Regions from separate parts of the Mus musculus genome. Here regions 2 and 3 are each linked to region 1. The links are chromatin contacts, called in public HiChIP or PLAC-seq maps. All regions are on one chromosome and are shown on one strand. The core of a region is the stretch at or near the end of the contact, and the rest is flanking DNA. Distances in the headings are between cores, read along the strand shown. Region 1 has its middle 3.8 kb from the start of Gm34444. Region 2 has its middle 47 kb from the start of Gm19276. Region 3 holds the start of Slc45a2 (solute carrier family 45, member 2).

Region 1 (3,113 bases), core at 313-2,812:
CTCTATACATGCAATTCTCCCACGTTAGTCTCCCAAGTAACGGGGATTACAAACATGTGACACATGCTCAGCTTCTAGGACACAAAACTCAATGCACCACTGGATGCACCTGGTTCACACAACTGTGCTGGCACATCATGGGCCAGACAGCCTCCCTAAATTAATTTGCCCTCAATGATCTCTTAATAAATAACAACTTTCCAAAAATCTAACCCGTAAAGTACAATCCTTGGTTTGACCACTGCTGTGAAACGGACATAGCATCAAGTTGGTCACTGACTATGAATTCAGTTAGAAAGATTACATCAACGAGATGTCCTTGGGATGGCAAAGGGAGGAGGCTGGGCAAAGCTCAGGCTCTTCTGAAATGCTTTTCAAATGGTGGACATTTAAACTGCCATTTCTAAATCACTTAATATTCTTGTTCAAATTATAGGCTGATCCTTGACATGAAAAATTAATATTTGGGACAGAACTCTGAAAATTATTTTTAGCAAGGTCCTTACACGATTTATTCCACTTATAGAAGCAGAAAAACAAAACAGTTACTTCACATGGGAAATATAGACACTGTGGCTCACAAAATTCTACAGTGAGACATCTTTCTTTTTTGAGTTCACTTGACACTTGAGTTTCATATGCCTATCATTTCCTAGTGGTCATTAATGTTCTTTTTTTTTTTTCTAGCCACATAGCCACAGTCAGAGGACAGCCTCTTACTTAAGCCAGTAAGTCACTGTCTTTTTAGGACTGACATTAGGGATTAATTTTCAACTTCTGGTTTTTAGTCTTTAACTGGCATTTATTTCTTTAGAAGCTTTACTTTATTTTTGAAAACGTCATACATGAACACGATGAAAAACTATTATATCCCGTTTCTCTCTTCAAACCTCCCCAGATCCCCATCACACCCCTCTCAAGTTCATGTGTTTGTTTATGCAATAACCCACTAAGTTGGTACTGCACATAGGTCCATACTTGTAGGGCCTGACAATGAGGCATGGGAAACCTACCACTGTCCACAGCATCAGAGAAGAATGATTCCCTCACCCAGCAACAACCTGCTCAGCAGCTCCTTGGTATGGGTGGGCGTCAAGGTCTCTTTCTATTGCATCTTTTCTTGACATTGAAAAGTCAATCTCCTTCAAGGAAAGCACCCCATCAACGGCTCCCATCAAGAACTCTTTAGCCACTCCCTTTCTTAAAGATCTTTTGGTATCATACTCTTGCAAAGGCCACTAATCTAGAGCTCTGGGTTGCGGGGTAGATATCTGGACTTTGGTTACTTTCCCAATGGATAGTGTTGCAGGAAGCCCCATTTAGATAGCCTGGACTGCCCTAACCCTTCAAGGTGTGATTACCATTCGACCACAATCATGACGAGGGCAATTTAATTTGGTAAGAAAAACTGAGATGAATTAGTGTAAGGCCCATGAAGAATGCAGACTTGTCAGAGTAATCAAAATGTTTCATCCAGATGGACAGAAGTTCCAGGAAGTACAGCTGCATTAGCTGGGGAGATGATGCAATGACTGCTCCTCTGTCCAGATGCCCAGTCGCTCACTGTATTAGTCAGGGCTCTCCAGGGGAACAGAACTATAGCACAAATCTCTCTGTAGATGCATAGAAGGGGGCATGGAGTCTGGCACGGCTGCGTAAGGGGGAACGTGACAGTTCCTGCCCCTGGAGCATCATCAAGCTGTAGATCCCCATGTGTATTAATGGCTGCTATTGCCCTGAGGTTGATCTGCTCTTTCTTCTATTTGTTTTACTTTCAATCTCTCTTTCTGGGGAATATATCTCCCCCATTACTCAGAGCTAATCACTCCATAATAAACAAAACATGCAATTCTCAGGAAAGGTGGTGGTCATGGGGCTGTGGGAGACGAGGAACAGGCCTTCTTCCTGGCCTTTAGAGTCATGGGAAGGATCTAGACAACATAACCACGGAGGCCATAGAGACCAAGATGGCCCTTAATAGAAATTGCTCATTATGTGACTTGACCTTAAATTTGGAATTATATAAGGAGATACGCGTCCTCTGGTCCAATGACTGCTGCATTAATTAACCAGAGTGAACTTGGGAACATCAAAGATAGAGAGTTAAAGTAGTATGAAGAAGAAAAAGTATGGATAAGAAAAGAAGGAGGAATCTATAAAAACAAACAAACAAAACCAAAAACAAACCAAAACAACAACAATAACAATAAATAAGCAAATGATAGAATGGTTTATCTTATAGCAGAAAGGCCTGTATATGATCTAGAAACAAATAGAAGGACAGTATGGCTTAATGAAAGAGGACAGTGGGCAAGTGAACTAACTGTTTATGGAGAGATTGTCGATTTTGAACATGAGTCCATGGAATGGCTATGATAAGTAAACAAAGAGTAGAGAATTAAAAGATGCTATACAAGCATGTAAAAAGTTCGTACTTTGTTCTCCTAGCTACTTGGAGGAGATGACAATGCTTAGAGAGATAGAGAGAGCTAGTTGCCTTATTTACATAATTTTTGAAACATTGTAAGAAATTATTTTAACCTCAGTAGTCTGTTACCTTTCTGTTCTTTCATGAAAATAGCTACTGTAATGACTGCTGCCTGCTGTACCAGGAAACCACAAGTGCTGTGCCCAGCTACCCATGAAGAACAGTCTGTGTAAAGACTACAGGGAAATGTGCTTTTCCCTTGTGTTTAGTTTCTATTTTAAGGAATTGAGGTTGAGGGATAGTGATCCGGGACTTTTAGAACGTAAGTAAATTAAAGGATTTATAAAAACTGATTAATGATGGTTAAAGCTTTGATGATGACCCTTTAGTAAATAAAAGACTGGGTTCAAGCTCTCTGGTCACAATAATGAGAATGATCAGCCAATGAGAGCGAGAGCACTTGAATTGACAGCTTGCATCCACTACTGACTCCGAGTCATTATTGAATCAGTGCTGCTCCCACTCATCCCTGACTCAGGACCCTCCTCACTCTGAGACTTGACCTCCGCAAAGAGGGTTTATTAGAATAGCTCACAGGCTGCGGTCCAGCCGATCCAACAATGGCTGACTGTGAACCAAAAGTCTAAGCATCCAGTAGTTGCTCCGTCCATGAGGCTGGATATCT
Region 2 (3,113 bases), core at 205-2,704, 490 kb after region 1:
GGGACACCTGGGCTCTGTAAGAAAGGGAGTTGAGCAGCCCAGTGAGGAAGCAAGTAAGCCAGTAAGTAGCCTTCCTCTGTGGTTTCTGCTTTAAGCTCCTGCCTTGAATTCCTGTCTTGGCTTCCTTTGACAATGGACTCAAACTGCAAACTGAGATAAACCCCTGTCCTCACCAAGTTGCTTTGAGTCACAGAGTTTACCACAGCAACAGAAAACAAACTTGAGCAATCTTAAAAGGATGACAATGCTCATCAGATAAGAGCCCTGACTGCTCTTCCAGAGGACCTGGGTTCAGTTTTACAGGGCAGCTCCCAACCAGCAGGGACTCCAGCTCCAAGGGATCTGATGCCGCTTCAAGCCTTTTTGGGCACTGCACATATGCGGCACATAGACATACATGCAGGCAAAACACCCATACACATAAATAATATAAATAACTAAAAGCTGGAGAGATGGTTCAGTAGCTAAGGGTCACAATGCAGTAAATAGCAGACAACTTTACACAAATGTAAAGCTTGAATGGTATATTTTTATGCATCATTCAGAAAGCTGGTGTGTACATAACAAAGCAAAACAGCAAACTTGCAGGAGCTGGGCAGTGGTGGCGCACGCCTTTAATCCCGGCACTTGGGAGACAGAGGCAGGCAGATTTCTGAGTTTCTGGCAGAGTCCAGCCTGGTCTACAGAGTGAGTTCCAGGACAGCCAGGGCTACACAGAGAAACCCTGTCTTGAAAAACCAAAAAAAAAAAAAAAAAAAAAAGGAAAGAAAAGAAAAGAAAAGAAAACTTACAGGATCAGATATATGTTCCCTCTGTCCTGACCAGTCATATGTGTTTGTTCGTAAGGTATTTTGTGAGCATATCACATACCTTATATACTGTACAAGTCTCTTGGGAAGAGTGGATGAACACAAAACAGATATGAAAATCCTGCTCTCATTGACTCCATGGTCCAATAGAATAATAGAAATTTCACAGGAAATCGCATAGATGATTGTTTTACTATAGCAACTACACCTACTACAAAGGACTTGCTTATTTCATATTTTCTGACCATCTTCCAACTTGCCCATTTTTAGGACAGTTTAAGCCATGACTCCATTTCTTTTCTCCAGTTTTTACATCAGTATCTTCTCTTGAGACTGGCTGGCTCTAAAAACTCACTTAAATAGAATACAGCAAATGATGTTTTATGATCCCTGAGTCTAGACACATTGGTTGTCTCTTCTTCATTCACAGATTACCCTAAATCAACCAGTGTTTATTGTTCATGGCTGTCTGTGGGCTTGTAATTTGGAACTGGCACAGCTAATTTCAGGATCCCTCTTGAGGTTTATAAAGATATCGGATAGGACTGGCCTCACTGAGGACTGACAGGCTAGAGGACCCACCTCCGAGCAGTTAACTCTGCTCACATGCTGCTGGCAGAAGTCTTCAGTTCCTTTCCGGCTCGGCTTGTTCCATGCCATGTGACTTTCTCAGTAGTGCTATTAAGGGTCATGGAGGCTGGTTTTCCCCCCACAGTAAGTGACTTAACAGAAACAGAAAGAGGAAACCACAATGTAGTGATTTAAATATTCCGAGGTTAATAACTAATACTGGGAAAATTAATATGGTGGCAGTTACTTTTTAACCAGCTATTACCCAAAGAAAAGGCACAGAGACCCTTAGAATTATAATAAGCTTCAGAGCACTGGCGCTAGCAGGCATCAGCCCTCTTATGTATTTTCTCTGTTCTCATGCCTTGAGCCCCAGTATATTACTTGCCATATTCGTTGATGTTGCTCCTGCTTCGTCAGGCCAGGTCTCACAGCCACATGCTGTGTCCATATTACCCCATGGTGACTTCTTTCCCCCTCCTCCTCCTCCTCCTCCTTTCCTCGATCTCTCCTGGTTGTCCCTACCAGTGATCCCAAGCCTGGAAACCAAAGCCTGCCTGCATCTCTTCTGCCCAGCTATCAAGTGGCTGTCAGCAACTTTATTAACCAATCAGGAATAACTGGGTGGTAAGGTTTACACAACAAAGGCTGATGTATGTGAGAATCTGCTCGTCTTGGAGCAACCAGATCTTGGGATGCAGAATTTAGCATTTGAACCCATAGAAATAGATCAAACCCCACCACAATGTCTTCATATCCTAAAGTTGGGAATCAAATACCAGAACTCTGTCTTATTTGATTATTTAGAAATGAGTCACCATTATTACCACCCACATTTAAAAGATAATTGACCTGAAGATAATTAAGCTCTGCAGATCAAAGGTAAGATTGTCAGAGTATTTGTGGGCCTGTCTAATACTACCACAGCAGGCATGAAAAAGGATGCCACTTCATAGCCGCTTGAGTGCCAGGCAGCAAACAGATAACACCAACAGTAAGAAATGTGAGTGCAAACAAATAAATGTTCATGTCCCTCCCAAAGTCACTTGTCTAAACTTGACCACTCTTAGGATATGATTAAATTATGGGAGCAAAGACCTAGAATAGCATTAGTGTCCACAGGGGGAAAAAAAAAAGAGTCCAAAGAGAAATCTCATTCCCCTTCTGCTTGTGAAGTTTCAGTAAAAAGATGGCTGACCTGGACCATCCCCAGACACTGAAACTCCAAGAAACTTGGTCTTAGACTTGACAGCCTCCAAGGCTGTGAAGAATAGGCTTCTATCATTTGTGAGCCACCTAGTCTATAGTATTTTATTGTGTGTCTTAAGACAGTGAGTAAATTATTCCATATAACTTCAGCCATGTTATTGAGACCTCACCAACACTACCACCACCATCTCTGAGTGCTACCAACTGCTCAGAGAACATCTCTCCTGGCAACTTTTCTAGCTCCTGAGCATAAGTTGTGTCTACTTCGGTCATAGACTTCCTCTTCATCAGATGGCACACTATGTGCCACAGAGATTACAGCAGGGATTCTCCGGGTCAAGGACAACTTTTCTGCTGCTTGAACATAGATAATTTGTTTTGCTCTTGCAAGCCCTAGGTTCATTATTCCTCAATTTAGGAGACAGGTGTAAATGAGGCTTACTGGGGGCTGGAGAAATGGTTCAGGTTAAGAGCAGTGGCTGCTCTTCCAGGAGTCCTGAGTTCAATTCCCAGCAACCACGTGGT
Region 3 (3,113 bases), core at 405-2,904, 370 kb after region 1:
CCTTTATGCAAGTGTGGACCCACAGTTGTACAGAGGCACCCAAACATGGGGCTCCTCAGTCTCTGGAGTACCTGACTGCCATCCTAACTGTTTTGTCAAAATACAGATTGCTGGCCCCATTTTCCAGGACTCTGACTTGGCCGGTATGGGGAGTGAGTATGAGAATTTGTGGCTCCATCGCCCTTCCATGCACACTTTTGAATGGCCCAGACAAATGAAAACCTTGTCTATCCCCAACCAACCCTCTCCAGTTCCTTTGGTTTATCGAGACAGGCACTGTAGCGCTTTTAACACCTATGTAAGATCCGTTCTATCTGTATGCTCTGTCCATCTACCGAATCTGTCAAGAATGATAAAGTTGTTTCCCTGATTTATAGTTTGCTTTGTTAACCTAAGAGTGGTGTGTAATATATGAACATATTTGAAACATTCCTGTATAAAAGAGAAAAATAAACCTCTCCTCTCTTTCCTACCTCCAGTACTTATATTTCCTATTTATATCTCACACTTCCATATTTGTACATCCTCCTAAATATATAAAAATGGTACCTGCTTGAGCTGTATCATACTCATTCACTTCCTACTGGCATAAATGGTATTGAAATATGTGCCCCTCAGGGTCTCTTTTCCAATATACTGTCACCAAGTACATAGAATTTAGTAGCTAATTTGCAGCTAGAAATATTGCTTTAACACCAAATTCTTCGTCCAGAATTTGCAATGCAAAAGCACTCCCAGAGCTGACAGGCCTGTGCCCTAAACCAATTAAAATGTTAAGCACCCAGAATTAGGCCTTATTTGTACACAGCAGGTAGTTTGTTACAAAGGCTTATAGCTGGACAATTTAACAAAGTCTTCCATGAGGCATAAGTGGCTCAAAACTCCTTCGACTGGTAAATAAATAAAAATAATTTTTAAGAATATAATTTGATGAAATAGATATAAGCTCAATCCCATTTTTAAAACCTTGCAATAATAAAAGGCAGCGTCGAGATGGTTCTGGAAGTAAAAGCCCCTCAGCCCCAGGCTCGGGGTCATCCAAAGGTGGGAGGGAGGTCACTGCATGCTGAGAGAGAGAGAACGTTAGTTCTAGCCATTTTCTATGCGGCATTAAAAAATACTGATGACATTTTAACCCAGCAGTTAACTATGGGATCTGTGCGATCCACTTACCTGATACGACCGCATCTCCATTGAGGTACAGAGCCATTCCCAAGAGCATCATAATGGCCAGAGTCAGGATGTATGGTCTCCGGCGACCCCAACGGGCCCTGCAGTGATCACTGGCTGATCCCACCACAGGCTGGAGCAGGAATCCCAAGATGGGGCTTAGGAGCCACACCATGCTGTACAGGCTCTTAGGCAGGCCCACGCTGAGCAGAACTGGAGTCACATAAGCTGCCTCCACCGCATAGCAAAACTCTCGGCCAAACATGGCCATGCTGTGCATGACAAGTCTCCCTGTGGATCTCTTGGGTTGCTCCACAGAGCCAAAGGGGCAATCCTCGGCTAAGGATTGATAGGTATGGGTGTCAGTCGGCCCATTGCTTCCACTCATGACCACGGAGAAAATAGCCTTCTTGCGTGGTCCTCAGATTTGTGCTCCAAACCGGGTCTGACATGGAGCCTGTCAGAGCAACCAACAGAGATGGTCAGGCTGGAGGAGGGGCTGAAATTCTTTCATGCCTCCAAGATCACAAGTTACGGTGAGAAGCAAAGGGGGCGTTGGCACTCGGAAGCATGACAGAGATTAGCTGCTGTGAGCCCTCGGGGTCCTTAGAATGCTTGTGCCTCTCTAAAGATCTTCCTTCACACAGTCAGTCTCTCTCTCTCTCTCTCTCTCTCTCTCTCTCTCTCTCTCTCTCTCTCTCTCTGTCTGTCTTTCCACACACACAATTGTACACCTCTTAGTTTCATAGCTTAAAAATCATAAAGTTTCCTTAGACAGAGACTAACTAAAAATGTAAATAATCCAATAATTTCTATAAACTTCTCTCTATAGATCTGGATATTCTGTTTTCCAGAATTCACACTTTCTACCCAAAGCTTAAAAGACAAATTAACTAGAGCTAAAACTGTGCCAGGCCCCAGTCTTCACCCCAACCACTGGCTGTCACTTAACTCCGTGAACTTTTCTCTCTCGCTGCACTCGGTGCTTTTTACATCCTGTGTTAACCGGTCTTGCTCTCAGGACAGAGATCAGGTCGATTTTGGTCGTTATGGCATCCCTAGCATCTAGCCTTGCACCTCTTAGGTCCTCCCAAAATATCTGCTAACAAACAGGAGTTGAATGAATAGAGTATATACAGTCTGTTTTGTACCAGTCACCGCCTACTTTACTTGGCCCTATGGGACTACATTTCCCAGGTTCCCTTGCTCCCTGGCTTCTAGGCATACTTGGACAGCAGGAAGCTTTGGTGAAAAGTCAGGGGTGGGAAAACAACAAGCAAGCAAACAAACAAACAAAAAAACCAAGTATGTCCCAATTTTCTTCATCCTGAGATATTTTTGGCATTGACTGAATGCCCACTATGAATCTAGTAGTTGTCTAGTAGCCACACTGGACTGCTGGGTCCCTTTAACTCTCCGTAGCTATTGTTACTGCAGCCCTAGGTCTAGTCCTGGCTCTTTGATTCTGCTCATACCGGGATAGCCTCACTATGTCATTTTATTACTCATATATATATATATATATACATATGTATATATATATATATATATATATATATATATATGAGAGCCTTTATTACTCTTTATATATATATATGTATATATATATATATGAGAGCCTTTATTACTCATTTATATATATATATATATATATATATATATAGAGAGAGAGAGAGAGAGAGAGAGAGAGAGAGAGAGAGAGAGCCTGTTACATATTACTAATGTTACTATATTACATTGATTTGTATCATAAATGCATTCTTCTAATTAAATTTTCTCTGTTTTAAAGACGTCAGGTGGGTCACATTTTCCTTACTGGATCCGGCAGGGAAAATCTTTTAGGAAAAAAAAATGCCTTTAAAAATAGTTCAGGAATAAGGCTTGGTGGCAGAACTTTAAATTCTTGGTGTGCCTCGTCTTTGCTCTTCCCGAGGCAGATCCTA

The links. HiChIP or PLAC-seq counts read pairs in DNA pulled down with a chosen protein or histone mark.
Region 2: a contact with region 1 is called in an H3K4me3 HiChIP or PLAC-seq map of the 230-238 cell line, with 4 times the contacts expected there. The contact joins two enhancer-like sites. A contact is called at or near these places in 2 of 115 datasets of contacts at active chromatin or transcription factors (the 230-238 cell line and embryonic stem cells) and 1 of 9 other capture datasets (embryonic stem cells).
Region 3: a CTCF HiChIP or PLAC-seq map of the NIH/3T3 cell line shows a contact between it and region 1, with 9 read pairs. The contact joins the promoter of Slc45a2 here to the enhancer-like site in region 1. A contact is called at or near these places in 11 of 39 promoter capture datasets (the C10 cell line, the HPC-7 cell line, cranial neural crest and 8 more), 4 of 15 datasets of contacts at CTCF or cohesin (the NIH/3T3 cell line, large pre-B cells and stem cell-derived epiblast-like cells), 32 of 484 Hi-C or Micro-C datasets (the G1E-ER4 cell line, the HL-1 cell line, cerebral cortex and 12 more), 5 of 115 datasets of contacts at active chromatin or transcription factors (the NIH/3T3 cell line, embryonic stem cells and hepatocytes) and 3 of 9 other capture datasets (adipose tissue, embryonic tail and pancreatic islet).

Annotation. Positions count from the first base shown.
Region 1 is chr15:11,369,285-11,372,397 of GRCm38.p6, reverse strand. No RefSeq gene overlaps it. Among named protein-coding and RNA genes, the nearest start is that of Gm34444, 3.8 kb to the right of the region's middle. Within about 2 kb of position 1,562, at least 16 of the 459 cell types and tissues checked have an H3K27ac peak or open chromatin away from gene starts, as enhancers often do. A contact at or near this core is called in the 230-238 cell line, the HL-1 cell line, the NIH/3T3 cell line and 2 more, where this site is marked.
Region 2 is chr15:10,874,877-10,877,989 of GRCm38.p6, reverse strand. No RefSeq gene overlaps it. Among named protein-coding and RNA genes, the nearest start is that of Gm19276, 47 kb to the right of the region's middle. Within about 2 kb of position 1,454, at least 39 of the 459 cell types and tissues checked have an H3K27ac peak or open chromatin away from gene starts, as enhancers often do. A contact at or near this core is called in the 230-238 cell line, where this site is marked.
Region 3 is chr15:10,999,262-11,002,374 of GRCm38.p6, reverse strand. It overlaps Slc45a2 (solute carrier family 45, member 2), which reads right to left and starts at 1,654. Exons shown (of 7, transcript NM_053077.3): 1 at 1,174-1,654. The coding sequence starts at 1,558.